Regions from separate parts of the Mus musculus genome. Here region 1 is linked to region 2. A link is a contact called in public HiChIP or PLAC-seq data. All regions are on one chromosome and are shown on one strand. Each heading gives the region's core, a stretch centred on a gene start, on an enhancer-like site or on the middle of the called end of the contact. The rest is flanking DNA. Distances are from core to core; before and after follow the strand shown.

Region 1 (6,540 bases), core at 2,516-5,015, 430 kb after region 2:
TCTCTGCTAGGATCTATAACATATACAGCCATTGGTTCTTGATTCAAAAATAGTGCCTGGTTTGGGTTTCATCCTGTGGAGTATGCCTCACATAAAATAAAAAAGTTGCCGGGTGTGGTGGCGCACGCCTTTAATCCCAGCACTCAGGAGGCAGAGGCAGGCAGATTTCTGAGTTTGAGGCCAGCCTGGTCTACAAAGTGAGTTCCAGGACAGCCAGGGCTATACAGAGGAACCCTGTCTCGAAAAACCAAAAAAAAAAAAAAAAAAAAAAAAAAAAAAAAAACCAAAAAACAAAACAAAAAAAAAAGAAGTTGTTTGTTACTCTCATGGTGCTTAACCGCTACTGAAATCAGTGTGAGTGTGATGTCAGGTTAATTCTTAACTGTATCTGATAGGGTTCACAGCTGGGTGAGATTTTTGATGATTACTTTTTTGATTATTACACAGTGTACATAGCATATTTTAGCAATATAAAAATTAGTCAGTAAGAATGAGTCTTCCAGATAGCATGAGCTTGATTTCTCAATGTACGGTAACTCCAGTGTGTTGAGTCTTTAGCAATAGGATTTTACTGTTGGGTCTAGTGGGTAAACAATAGCATTAGCAATGCAGGTTCTAATGTTTGGCTCACTGGATAATGCTTCAAGTGAGGTAACTCATTGCTAGTACTTTCAGTCTAGTATCAGCATTTTTGCCTCACTGTAAGATAACTCAATGTTAAAGCATTAATTATCTATCTATCTGTCTATCTATCTATCTATCTATCTATCTATCTATCTATCTATCTATCTATCTATCATCTGTTGAACTGCCATCTATCATCTATCTATCTATCTATCTATCTATCTATCTATCATCTATCTATCTATCTATATATCATCTGTTGGTCTGTCATCTATCTTTCATCTATTTATCTATCATCTATCTATCTATCTATCTATCTATCTATCTATCTATCTATCTATGATCTGTTGGTCTGTCATCTATCATCTATCTATCTGTCTATCGATCTATCTGTCTATCGATCTATCTATCTATCTATCTATCTATCTATCTATCTATCTATCTATCTATCTATCTGTCTATTTATCTATGATCTGTTGGGCTGTCATCTATCATCTATCTTTCATCTATTTATCTATCATCTATCTATCTATCTATCTATCTATCTATCTATCTATCATTTATTGGTACTTTTATAGTAATAAGTTTCCAAATGACTTTTTAAAACATTTTTTTATTGATTCTTTGGGAACTTCACACCATGTACCCCAATAACACTCATTTCTCATTCCCTCCATATCTGCTCTCTACTCTTGTAACTTCCCCCCAAAAGAAAAAAAAATTTAAAGAAAAAAAAAAAACAAACATGTCACTGGCCATTCTGGGCAACAACCTGCTCTCTATCCATCTCAGCTTTCTCTCATACCAGCCAATATGGCTGTTGTGTCTTGCCATACTTGTCCCACTTCACTTCTGGGTCTTTCCTGCCTTTTCATCATATCCCTTTTTTTTTTTCCCATAGTGGCACTATAAGCCACAGTGTGTCACACAGTTTACTCTTTTGACCAAATAGCTTTACTTGCAAATGTTCATTGAAATGAGTCAACGTCTGGTTCAAGGCCTCTGGCTTCTGCTACATGATCAATATTGAATCCTCAGCAAGACTCCTCTTGTATATGCTGCTGCTGCTGTGAGTCATGGAGATCCTGTGGCCAGGGCTCCATATGACTTCAAAACAAAACAAAACAAAACAAAACAAAACAAAAACTTGAGTATTGTAGTGTTATTTTTTCCCTTCTTATAGTCCCTTCTCTGTCCTGCCCTCTCACCCAATTTAACTCTTCCCTTTCCATTATTCCCATTTAACTTTTTATACTACCATGTTGTATGTGTCCTCCCTCGACTGCCCCCTTTACCACAGCCATAATTCCTTACTAATCTTGTGATCTCTGTGGACAATCTAAATGAAGCATATACCTGAAGATTTGAAGGTAATATCCATAACTGAAGGAAACACATGGCAGTTATCTGTCTGGATCTGGGCGACCTCACTCAGAATGATTTATTTTTCTAGCTCCATTCATATACTTGTGAAATTTATAATACTGTTTTTTTTTATAGCTGGATAATATTCAGTTGTAGAAATATATCACATTTTTATTATCTATCAGCTGGTGGACATCTAGGCAGTTCCCCTGTCTTGAATATTGTGGACAAAGCAGCAAGGGAATGAACATGAATGTCAAGGTATCTCTATCATAGATTAGACAAGTCTTTAAGTATGTACGCAGGTGTGGTATAGATGGATAATGTGAAAGATCTGCATCTAGCTTTTTGAGAAACCTCCACAGAGATTTGCATAGTGGTTACATTCTTACTAGAAGTGAACAATTCTTTTCCTTCCTTCATATCCATGCCAGCATTTGTCTTTCTTTTAAAAAGATCAGCTGTTGCAAACCCTCTCTGACAATGTGCTCAGAGATTCAAAGAGGGGATGTGGGGTTGGCGACAGTGTAAAGCAGGCATACAATCACACATGGATGAAGCAAGCTCCAACAACTTCCCACATATAGATATCTATATACATACACACACACACACACACACACACACACACACATACACACTCACACACACATTCATACATTGGGTGGATGGAGTGAACCTCCATTCCCTTTACATGCATACACATACGTGCAAAGCTCTCACAAGCAAGCTCCAATGACTTTAATTTTTTTCTCCCACAGCTTAACTATCCCACCAAAAATTTTCAAGCCATATAAAAATGGCAGTGTGATTACATTCTATTTTTCTTTAAATGAATGAATACAATGAATATACATTAGAAAAAAACATGTTCCTCAATACTCTCACATGATCAAATGCTTTATTTAGTATAAATAAAAAAATTATTCCTAAGAGCTCACATTTGTAACTAAGCAACTTGTTATTGATTAACCAAGTGTAAGCACAAAAGGTAAATTTCTCAGCCAGTTTCTCTTGTTGACAGGCTGAAATTTGTGGTTACAAAAAGGGATCAATTATTTTATTATTTGTGTTAAAAAGTAATCTTATAAAAATATTAAAATCTAAGGGTGATGGGTGACTCGTTAATCTGCTTTTATATAAAAACACAATCAGTCATTTTTACTATAAAACCTCAGGGTTCATATTGACTCATTAAACAATTTTTTATTAAATCATATTAGAAGCTGAGGGCAAAGAAGGGCACAAGAAATCAAAAGCCCAACTTCTGTGAGAAAAGCACATCAGTAGTGTTGGTGGAGCTATCATTGTTCTTGTTCCCTGGCCTCAAAAGAAAATCACAAGTTCAACTATTGAGTGTGCCTTTCTGAGCCACAAATTGTTCCCTAGGATTTTCTATGCCAAAGCCACTAGCAAAAACATCTTAGTCTAACTTTACTAACAATCTACACCTCCAAATTCTTTGTAAGGAAGGGTGGTGGTCATTACTAACAATCTGCATCTCTAAGTCGATTCCGAGGGTGGTGGATGAATCATTAATCTGAACCAGCAGCAATACATGAAAAAGATCAAGTACTGTTATTATGAGTGCCAATGATACTGCTCAGTGAGGGCCTGGAAACCCCTACAGAGCTTTTACACAGCACACAGATTAGGAAGGACATGGGGACTGCAAGAAAAACAAGCAGAACGATGCTCCATAATAGCACAAAGTCCTCAGGCTCTGCCTCTCCAAGGCACAGCCAATGTGGTTGTGCTAACTGGTGGGCTGCATTCCATGAGTTCTAAAGCCATTTGCTGTTCCTCTTGCACGGGCCTCAAAATTTAGCCATTCTGACAGATGTAACATGAACTCTCAGAGGAATTTTAATTTGCATTTCCTTGATGACTAAGGATGTTGAACATTTTTCTAAGCACTTCTAAGCCATTTGTATTTCATCTTTTGAGAAATCTCTATTTAATACCATGCCCTGTTTCTAATGGGATTATTTTCTTGATATTTAAGGATTTTACATTTTTTTGAGTTATGTGTATATTCCAGATATTGATCTTGTGTCAAATGTATAGCTACTCAATCTTTATCCCATCCTTTAGACTGCCTCTTCACCAGAGCTGTGCTGTCCTATGCTGTACAGAAACATTTTGTTTCTTTTGTTAGTTTTTGGCCCCAATGCCTGTGCTATCAAGGTGGTGTTCACAAACTGATTTTCTATGTCTGTGAGTTTAAATGTTTTCTTCAGTTTTTATTTATCATTAGGTCTTAGGCTAAAGCACCTAATCCATTTGGAGTTGAGTTTTATTCAGGATGAGAGATTTAGATGCATTTCGTTCTTCTTTACATATGTATCCAATTTGACTAGTATCCTTTATTGAAGATATTCTTTTTTTGTCCAATGTATCTTTTAGCCTCTTTGCTAAAAATCAGGTGGCTCTAGGAGCTTATATGTGGGTCTTCAATTCTACCTCATTGATCAAGATGCTGACTTTTATGCTAATATCATGCTATTTTACTACTATAGCTCCAGCAGAAGCAGAATTTTATTATTTAGCATTGATTTGGATATCACAATCTCTTCTAAAATTTAAGATCATGGTTTCAATTTTTATGAAGAATTGAGTTCAAGTTTTTAATGGGGATGACATTGAATCTGTAGATTACTTTAGCCATTTTCAGGCTATTGTTCCTACCAGTCCATGAGCATACCTATATGGCTATGTGAGTAGTATCACTGGCCTGATTTATTTCTCAGTATGTGCATAGAGTGTATATAGGAAGGCTACTGATTTCTGTGTGTTAATTTTGTAGCCTATTTCTTTGATGAATGAGTTTAATCAACTGTAAGAGTTTTCTGGTGGAGTCATTACTGTGTTATTTGTATAGAATTATTCATCTTCAACTAAAGATACTTTGTGGATGTCTTCTTTTCCTTTTTATTTTAGTCTGCCCTAGCTGTTTCATCTGTATTATTGCTTTCTATAAAATTTCAAATATTGAACAGGAGGGAAGATAGTGGACATCTTACCTTGTTACTGATCTGAGTTGAAATGCTGTGAATTTTTCTTCATATAGCAAGATGTTGACTATGGGCTTATCTTGTATCTTGTACTTATTATGTTGAGATATGTTCTCCATGTGTCTAGATTCTCTGGAATTTTCACAATGACATAATCATGAAGTTTCTGTCCTTGGATCTCTTTATAAGGTAGGTTATATTTGTTGATTTCTGTATATTCTACATTTCTTGGACATACAAAAATTGATGATTAATAACATTTTTATGTCTTCTTGAATTGTCTTTGCAGGTATTTTATTGAGAATTTTTGAGTCCATGTTCATCAAAAGATATTGCCCTATAATTTTCTGCTTAAATCTTAGTCTTACTTGACATCAAGTTAATACAAGATTCATAAAAGTAATTTGGAAATGTTCCTTCAGTTTCTATTCCTAGAATAATTTGAAGAATATTAATGTAAGTTATTATTTCATAATTGAAAAACAATGTGGAAGGCTTAGCTCAGTGGGTAAACATATGGAAATTAATTGTATCACACTTTTGGCAGTATTTTTTTAACCTGCAAGAAAACCATATGATACTCTAGAAAAACTAGTAAACCCTTTGCTTGTATTATTTCATAACATTTTTTCAGTACAATGAGGATGAATCCTCAGGGCCCAGTGATGATTATTAGTGGATTTGAAGGTTGATTTGTTTTATGTACAAAGTAATGAATTATGCAATACACTTTAATAGCTTCTGTGGGTAGTGTCTATACTTTGATGTGAACTGGACAATTCAAATTACTGCCACCTTCTGTCATTGTCAAACATTTAAAAGTCATCTATAAAATGGATCAACAAATACAGACAACCTAATTAGGAAGTGATAATAAAAAACATAAGAAAACCTGTAGTGGCAACAACACTACTTACAAATTTTAATAATCCACAAGCTTACTAGTCAGTGAAGGATGAAAGAAGCTAGGGAACACTATTGCTTTGCCAACATATGTGACGAGTAAAGACTTGATGGATTCTGTGTTGTCCAAATCAACTGTTTAGAAAATGGGGCAAAGAGAAAAAAGGACATTAATGCAGACAACTAAAGAATTCTAACTATACAGTTGCCCATTGACAGATAGCTTCTGGACCTTTGAAAAGTGTAATAATACCACAGTGAAATTGTTTGGAGATAATGGAATTATTCCCATCCCTGTGAAATTTTTGTTATTTTGTTATTTATGTATAAGGAAGTTGAACCTGGGAGACAATGAGTGTGAATTTTTTTTTCTGGTTAAATAAGTTTTCTGATTTGAAAAATACAAACAAAAATAAGAAAATGAAGACCAAGAAGAAGAGAATGAGGGAAAGAAGGAAAGACAAAGAAGGAATAGGTTATTATTAATAAGAAAATAAAATTTTGTACTTTGGTGTTTTGATAGCATTTTCAGAATTCTTGTTTATTTTTTAAAGGTGATGAATTTTTCTCTTTTTAAAGAATAAGTTAGGATTTTTGGCAACATTACATATGTTTATAAAGCATCCCAGTTACT
Region 2 (6,738 bases), core at 915-3,414:
TTTTGGTGTTTGCCTTTCTTGATGCTCTCAGGACCTTGAAGACTGAGCATCTACCACTATGGGATCAAGCCCGGACAAGCCTGTTGGCAGATGAAAGATCATGTGAGGAGGGGCCTTCCCATGTCAGTCATTATGCCTCCATTCTTGGCCAAGATCCCAGATTAAAGATAAGGTCTCAGAAGATACTGGGCCATCTAGCTGGAAGGTAGCTGTATTTATATCATTCTGGTTGCTGTAACAATCAAATTCCAAATGCAAAAGGGCTCAGAGAAGTATCTCCAGTTTGGTTAACTTAGAGTTTATAGCAAGGTGCAGTGAGTGACCGGGTTGATATGGTAAGCTGGGATTCTTATATTTGATGGCTCTAATGTTTTCAACACTCATTTTTTTTCTTACATCAGCTGGAGGCAAAAAGAGAATGAGAACTGAGATGACTAGAGTTTTATTGTCCTGATCACAAGGTAACTAGCACATATCTTTTCCATATAAATTGTATGGTCAGAACTTTCTCACATGGTTATTACATGGCCAGATAAGAGAAACAAAACTTTAATTTTATTTTTTTAATTGTGGTGCAGTATTTAAAAAAATTTACTAGTGCTATGTGTTCAGTGGTATACACATTCATAATGTTGTGTAATATTGGTACCACTCATCTCCACAACTACTTTCATATTGTAAAACTGAAACACTGTTCCGAGTAAGCAACCACTACCCAGTCCTTGTCCATCATGAGCTGATTACCACTGTTGTACTTTCTGCATCAAGTATCTCCTGGATGTAAACAACAAACATGTCTTTTTGTGATGAGTTTATTTCTCTTAGACTAATGTTCTCAAGGTTCATCCACATTAGAGCACATGTCAAGATTTCACGACTTTTTAAGTTTTTTCCTTTTTCCCCTTTCATTGAAGTTAGATTCTTTTCGCATACAATATATCCTTACTATACTGTCCCCTTCCTTACTCCCACTCATCCCCACTTCTCTTTCCCTCCAAATACACTCCCTTTCTGTCTTTCATTAGGAAAGAATAGGTTTCAAAGAGACAACAACGAAACATGACAAAAGAAAGTACAAAATAAACAAAAACTCAGTAGTTTAGGCTGGCCTCAAACAGGAGACTATACTGTTTCAACCCTCTGAGTACTGAGTGGTGGAGTTATAGATGCCTGCCACAATACCTGTTTAGAATTTCTTGACTTTTTAAGGACAGATAATATATATATTATATATAACATATATATGTCTATGTATGTGTGTACATGTATATGTATATGTATATATGTAAATATATACATATATATATACACAATGTATTTTATTTATTCATTTATCTATCAATGGATACTTGGCTGTTTTTATATCATAACTTGAGAATAATGCTGAGTATAGATGTAAATAGATATAGTCTTATGTATTAAAGAGGAAGACCCACATTTGTGAACTATTGCCAAATCTTGGACATGGCTGGCTCACTAGGTGAGGGATAAGTTTAATTGTAAGCTCATGGAGATTAAAGGAGACAGTCTAGGTATAAGATTATGGGGATCAGAGGAGACAGTGGAAAATACTATGTTGCTTCTATGTCAGAGCTTCTATGTCCCTCAGCTTCACCCAACGAGAGGAGGCTAAATCTAATTTCTAAAGAAAGTATAGAATTGATGAATTAAAATCTCCTGATTTAAAAAGTTTGGTAGTCAGCTCATAAAATCAGCTAAATGTAGTATAAAGAATAATTAAAACCCATTTGTGGATCCATTATAACATGTGGGTTTTAGGCTCTGAAATTAGTTTGTAAATCAAATTCATGCTGGCTGGAAAGGTCTGGGAAATCATATATTCCATGGGTGAATACCAGGCTGTAGTATATGGTAGATAACAAGACCAAAGGTAGACATTAACTTGGGCTTCTGGTAGGCCTCATCCCAGGGCCAAAAAGGAGCCTTAAGAAGGAGAGAAAGGTACTTAGCTCTGAGATTTCTGTACCCTTTCAACGAATAAACAGCCTTCCATGCCATGGAAGGGGCAAGGCTAAGAAGGATGAACAGAAAAAGAATAACATGTGAAATTACCATGAGATGGGCATCACCCATATCCTGACTTTCACTGTTGTACCTGCTGATGATATCCAGGGCTGCTGGGAGAGAAGCCAGGGTGAGGCCTTGGCAAAGAGGTGATTTCACCGTTAGTCACAGGCGCCCTAGGTATTTACCGCTCCAAGACTGTATATGTCTGTGTAGACATATATTTCCTTTAACCCTGTGAGTGTCTGCAAGGTTTGAGGTTTGTACTGGTCACACCTTAGGTGATTAATAAAGACAGCAAACACTGGAACTAAAAGCTCACTATTTTCTTGGTCAAGTGCTGATGACCTGGAAGTCAAAGTATGAGTACAGATTTACATTGTGTGTAAGCCTGAAGATTACTGTCTGTCTCGTTTTCACACTTACCTTAATGGATATTAGCACCCTTATACGGCACCAGCATGGGATAGGTGTTGTGGAATGGTGGATCCAAGACTGTACTAGTTCATATCCTTGGGTTTTTGATCTGAAGAAAGAAAACTAAAACATAGAATCATAAAAACGAGCAAAGTCAAGTCATAGGCAGGGTATGGTAAATATTGTAAGGGCGTTCGGGATTGAAGGGTCCTGAAGTAGAGTCTTAGCTTGTTTTCCAGCTATCAGGACTTTGAGAACAACTACTCTTCTTACTCACCTGATACACTGGTTATTACAATTTCCCTTGCTTAGAGAAACTAAAAATGATTTAAGGCATTTAAAGCAGATGCATGGAACGTCTTGTTGATTTGGGGACCCATTTTGTCAGAGATGTTCAGTTTTTCTGAAATGTGAAGCTCATAAGAATGGTGTGTCCTTGAGGCTGTGATGACTAGAAAACTCATTGCCGCCCACTATGGAAAAGTGAGAAATATCTTCCTCTGTACAAAATCCTCAAACACATCAGTAAAGTCCCAAGATACCTATGCTCAGAAGCCTGGAGCACACCATTTTAAGGTTCTATTCATGACTTGTGTTAAAATGCACATATAATCTGTAGCCATATTACAAGTATTCCCACCTTTTTTCCCACGATCATAGTTCTAAATTCTTGATACTTCACGTTCCATTTGGCAGGAGGGTAAGTTGAGAAGGCAAAACTTGCCATGTTCGGACACCATGTGCTCGTGTGCTTTCAGTTAGGATCCAAAGTCACAATTTGGATCATGAAGCTGGTTCTTCTCCTTTGCCAAGTTGGGCAAGGAATCCTGGCTGCAAGATGCTATTTAAAGATGAGGAGGATTGGATTGGATGTCAAGACTTTTGTATTTGGGCTTCTTTGGTGCCACTGTTTGAGAAAGCAAGGATATTTGGCCTTCCCATTTCTTTCCATTTTAATGTAGATTGAGTGTGTCTTGATCCCTCTTACAGAACTTCATCCTGAAAAAAAAAAAAAGAATCTTCTCTCCAAGTTTGTGTCTCTAAAACAGTGATTCTGCAGCAACGCTGCATGCTCTAACTACTGCTATGGCTGCTAGGTCAGGGTTTTGGCCATGGTTAGCGTGCCAACATCTCTGTTGATTATAAAATGAAATGCTTCACTTGCTGACTGATATTCTTTCCAGACAGACAAAATATGTTGCAGAGAAGTTAAATGTGAAGATAATTTATGACACACCACCAGGGAAACTAAATATCCAGTAGTTTTTTTTTTTTTGTTTTTTTTTTTTTTTAAGCGCTGTCAAAGCCTCAAGGAACACACCGGCTAAGTGTAAACGTTCCATGTTCTCTGGTCATGGTGATTCCTTGCTGCTTTTCACCCTGGAATAAGATTTGGACATGGATACTCTGATTGATGGGAACTTTTCTTGGACATACTTGAAGCTGTAATTTAATAAAATCCTGCTGATCTCTATCTGAAGTTATAGGCACAGATATGAGTCTGATACTGCAATCTATTTTACTAGAAAACAAGCCTTTCCCAAATCCAAATTTGAGGGAAACATGAGATAATTTTATTACCAATGATGTTTATACTTCTTACAAAAAGTTAGCTGCTACAATAATTGTCCATATACATGTCTGCATGTACTGATCAAAGCAGGGTTGCTAGCATATCCACCATCTCAAATATTCTATGCTATTTTAGTGCTTTCTGCTTTCGGGCTCTTTTGATGGGCAAACCCATTTAAATAAGAAAACCCATCTAGAATATGCAAAGAGGCTGCCTCAGTAAGACTGCATTAGTCAAGGAGACGTGTACAGTAGCTTGCACGTGGAAGTCGAGCAGGGAGTACATGGTCAGAATGAGAAGCAGCCGCACCGCCACCCTTGGCTGGGAACTGGAGACTAGTGCAGTAATGTGATTATGGTAATGATTCAACAAGTCATCGTCTGCTGCCTTTGTTCGCTGTAATTAACTTTTTGGAATTGCATAGCCTCTGTCTCTGGGCTCATCAGCTGGCTCAGTTTTTGTGTCTCAGGTCTGTCATTTCTCCCTGGGTCCAGGAGCCTCTAAGGGCATTGCTGAATGAATTCGTTGCTGGAACAAAGCTTTGGTGGTCGAATAGAGATGGCTATCTTTTGTTGTCAGACATTCAATCCCATATAGCAATCCAATTACTTAAGCTGTTTGTATCAGTCTTACTAGGCCTGGCCATTCAAGCCAGCTCCAATGCTGATCGCTGTGTCTTGGAAGAATGTGGTGGAACAGATTAGTGTTTTAATGAGAAGCTTTCTGAAGGCCAGATCTTTTTCATTGTGTGTGTGTGTGTGTGTGTGTGTGTGTATATATATATATATATATATATATATAATCATTTTTAGGTGAGGGCCCAGAGTCACTGTTACACAAGACTGATCAAAGGATGGCTGGAAATCTGTACAATTGCTTGAAGAAATTTTATGGGTTATAAAATATTGGCACGGGTTCTGTCTGCTATGGTCTATCTGACTGAAATCTCTGGTAGGCTGGGAAAGGAAATTGCTTATTGGCATTTATTCTGTGGGATGGATATCTCTGGAGTTTGCATTTGAACTCTTTCTTCACTGTGCTACAGGTCAAATTCTGTACTCAGCACGAACATTCCAGGAATGTGGGCTGCACAAAATCAACATAAGCCTTGCTCCATATTCTGCTACCCAGAAGAAACACACACACACACATACACACACACACACCACAGTGACCCCGATAGGGGTTTCCAGATAATTGCCAAGGAAAAAAGATCACTGGGTGGAGGAAGACGGTGGCAGTTAATGTGTGGATGTTGAAACCTGAAGTTAATGTGTGAGAGGGGAGTGAAATGAGATCACCAGGTCTACCAGGAAAGGTGGTAATTGGCTTTAAGGCTCCAAGAAACAATGCTCAGCCTCTGTGTGTCATGCCTTTAGTTCTGGAGATGTTTATGAAATGTCACGTGAAAACAGGTTCATCTTAAAGGAAGCTAGTATGTCATACCTGAAAGATTTTCAACAAACAAACAAAATTTTTTATTTTAATGTAGAAACTTTTAAACAGATGCAAAAATATTCTGCTCTTGGATTCAATAATCATAGGAAATCTTGCAGCTAGGGGCCAACCTCTGACTCCAGCAGATTTCATATATTGCTATTACATTCTTAAACCAAACAGAAAAAAACAAAAACAAAAACAAAAAAAAAGAAACCTCAACAGCATTAACACCTTTAGAAATATTGACAGTAATTCCTTAATCATCACCAAAACAGACACTTTTTGATTTTTTCATAGTCAAAATTTGTAAAGATCTGATGTTTAGTTTTCAGTATGGGCTATTTGAGATGATTTTAGATCATAAAAGTCCTATTTACCTATTACCCCTGTCATATAAACTGGTGTCAGATACTATTATTGAGATTAAATATTAGAAAAAATATGCTGTGTTTATATGGGAAATGTAGACAATCACAATACTTGTCATTAGTTTGCAAAGATGCTCATATGTGCAGTGTAGATGCCTTGGTTTTTTGAATAGCTTCTGAAGATAGCTCAGAGGATTGAGGAGAGGGGAAGAGCACAAAGGGATACTTCCCTCAGTGTGCTCCTTGTCCCAAACCTTGACTTTCATGCCTCTCTCTCACTGTCCATATCTCTAAACTGAAAAAAAAACCTAAACAAATGAACAAGAACCCAAACAGCATCTCCAAGAAACACTTCTATTGGTTTTGAAATTAGTCTGAGATTCAAACTCAGCAGGATTTGGTGATGAATTCAAATAATGGACTGAGATAAAGAGAGCTCATATCTTAAACATCACCCTCTAGATTAAAGTGGGAGAAAAGCCCACATCTATAATTTCAGCACTTGGGAAGTATAGGGAGGAGGATCAGAAGTTTGGCTCTATAGTGAGTTTGAGGTCAGCCTGGTATACATGAGACCTGTCTTGAGAAGAAACAGACAGACAGACAGAGACTGACAGACAGATACACTCTTCATATGACATAAAAGTAAAAGGGGAATTGCAGAGGTTCTGAAGGGAATATGAGAGGTGATCATGGAGAAGGAAAAAAAGCATTGTGTGTTTTCTGTCTTTTTTTTTCCACATATACATATAACATGAAGGCAAAATGGAGGCTATTTTAGAGGAAGAAGAGGAAATGTGGGGAGAAAGACTAATGGGAGTAAAACTAAAATTAAACCAATACACATGTATAAAACATCATGAATAAACTAATTGCTTTGTATGCTTACTACAAATTACTTAAGAGCAATATATC

The links. HiChIP or PLAC-seq counts read pairs in DNA pulled down with a chosen protein or histone mark.
Region 1: a contact with region 2 is called in a FOXA1 HiChIP or PLAC-seq map of pancreatic cancer cells. The contact joins two enhancer-like sites. A contact is called at or near these places in 1 of 15 datasets of contacts at CTCF or cohesin (the NIH/3T3 cell line) and 1 of 115 datasets of contacts at active chromatin or transcription factors (pancreatic cancer cells).

The regions. Positions count from the first base shown.
Region 1 is chr2:137,577,961-137,584,500 of GRCm38.p6, forward strand. No RefSeq gene overlaps it. Among named protein-coding and RNA genes, the nearest start is that of Gm14064, 82 kb to the right of the region's middle. Within about 2 kb of position 3,766, at least 28 of the 459 cell types and tissues checked have an H3K27ac peak or open chromatin away from gene starts, as enhancers often do. A contact at or near this core is called in pancreatic cancer cells, where this site is marked.
Region 2 is chr2:137,148,932-137,155,669 of GRCm38.p6, forward strand. No RefSeq gene overlaps it. Among named protein-coding and RNA genes, the nearest start is that of Jag1, 36 kb to the left of the region's middle. Within about 2 kb of position 2,165, at least 12 of the 459 cell types and tissues checked have an H3K27ac peak or open chromatin away from gene starts, as enhancers often do. A contact at or near this core is called in pancreatic cancer cells, where this site is marked.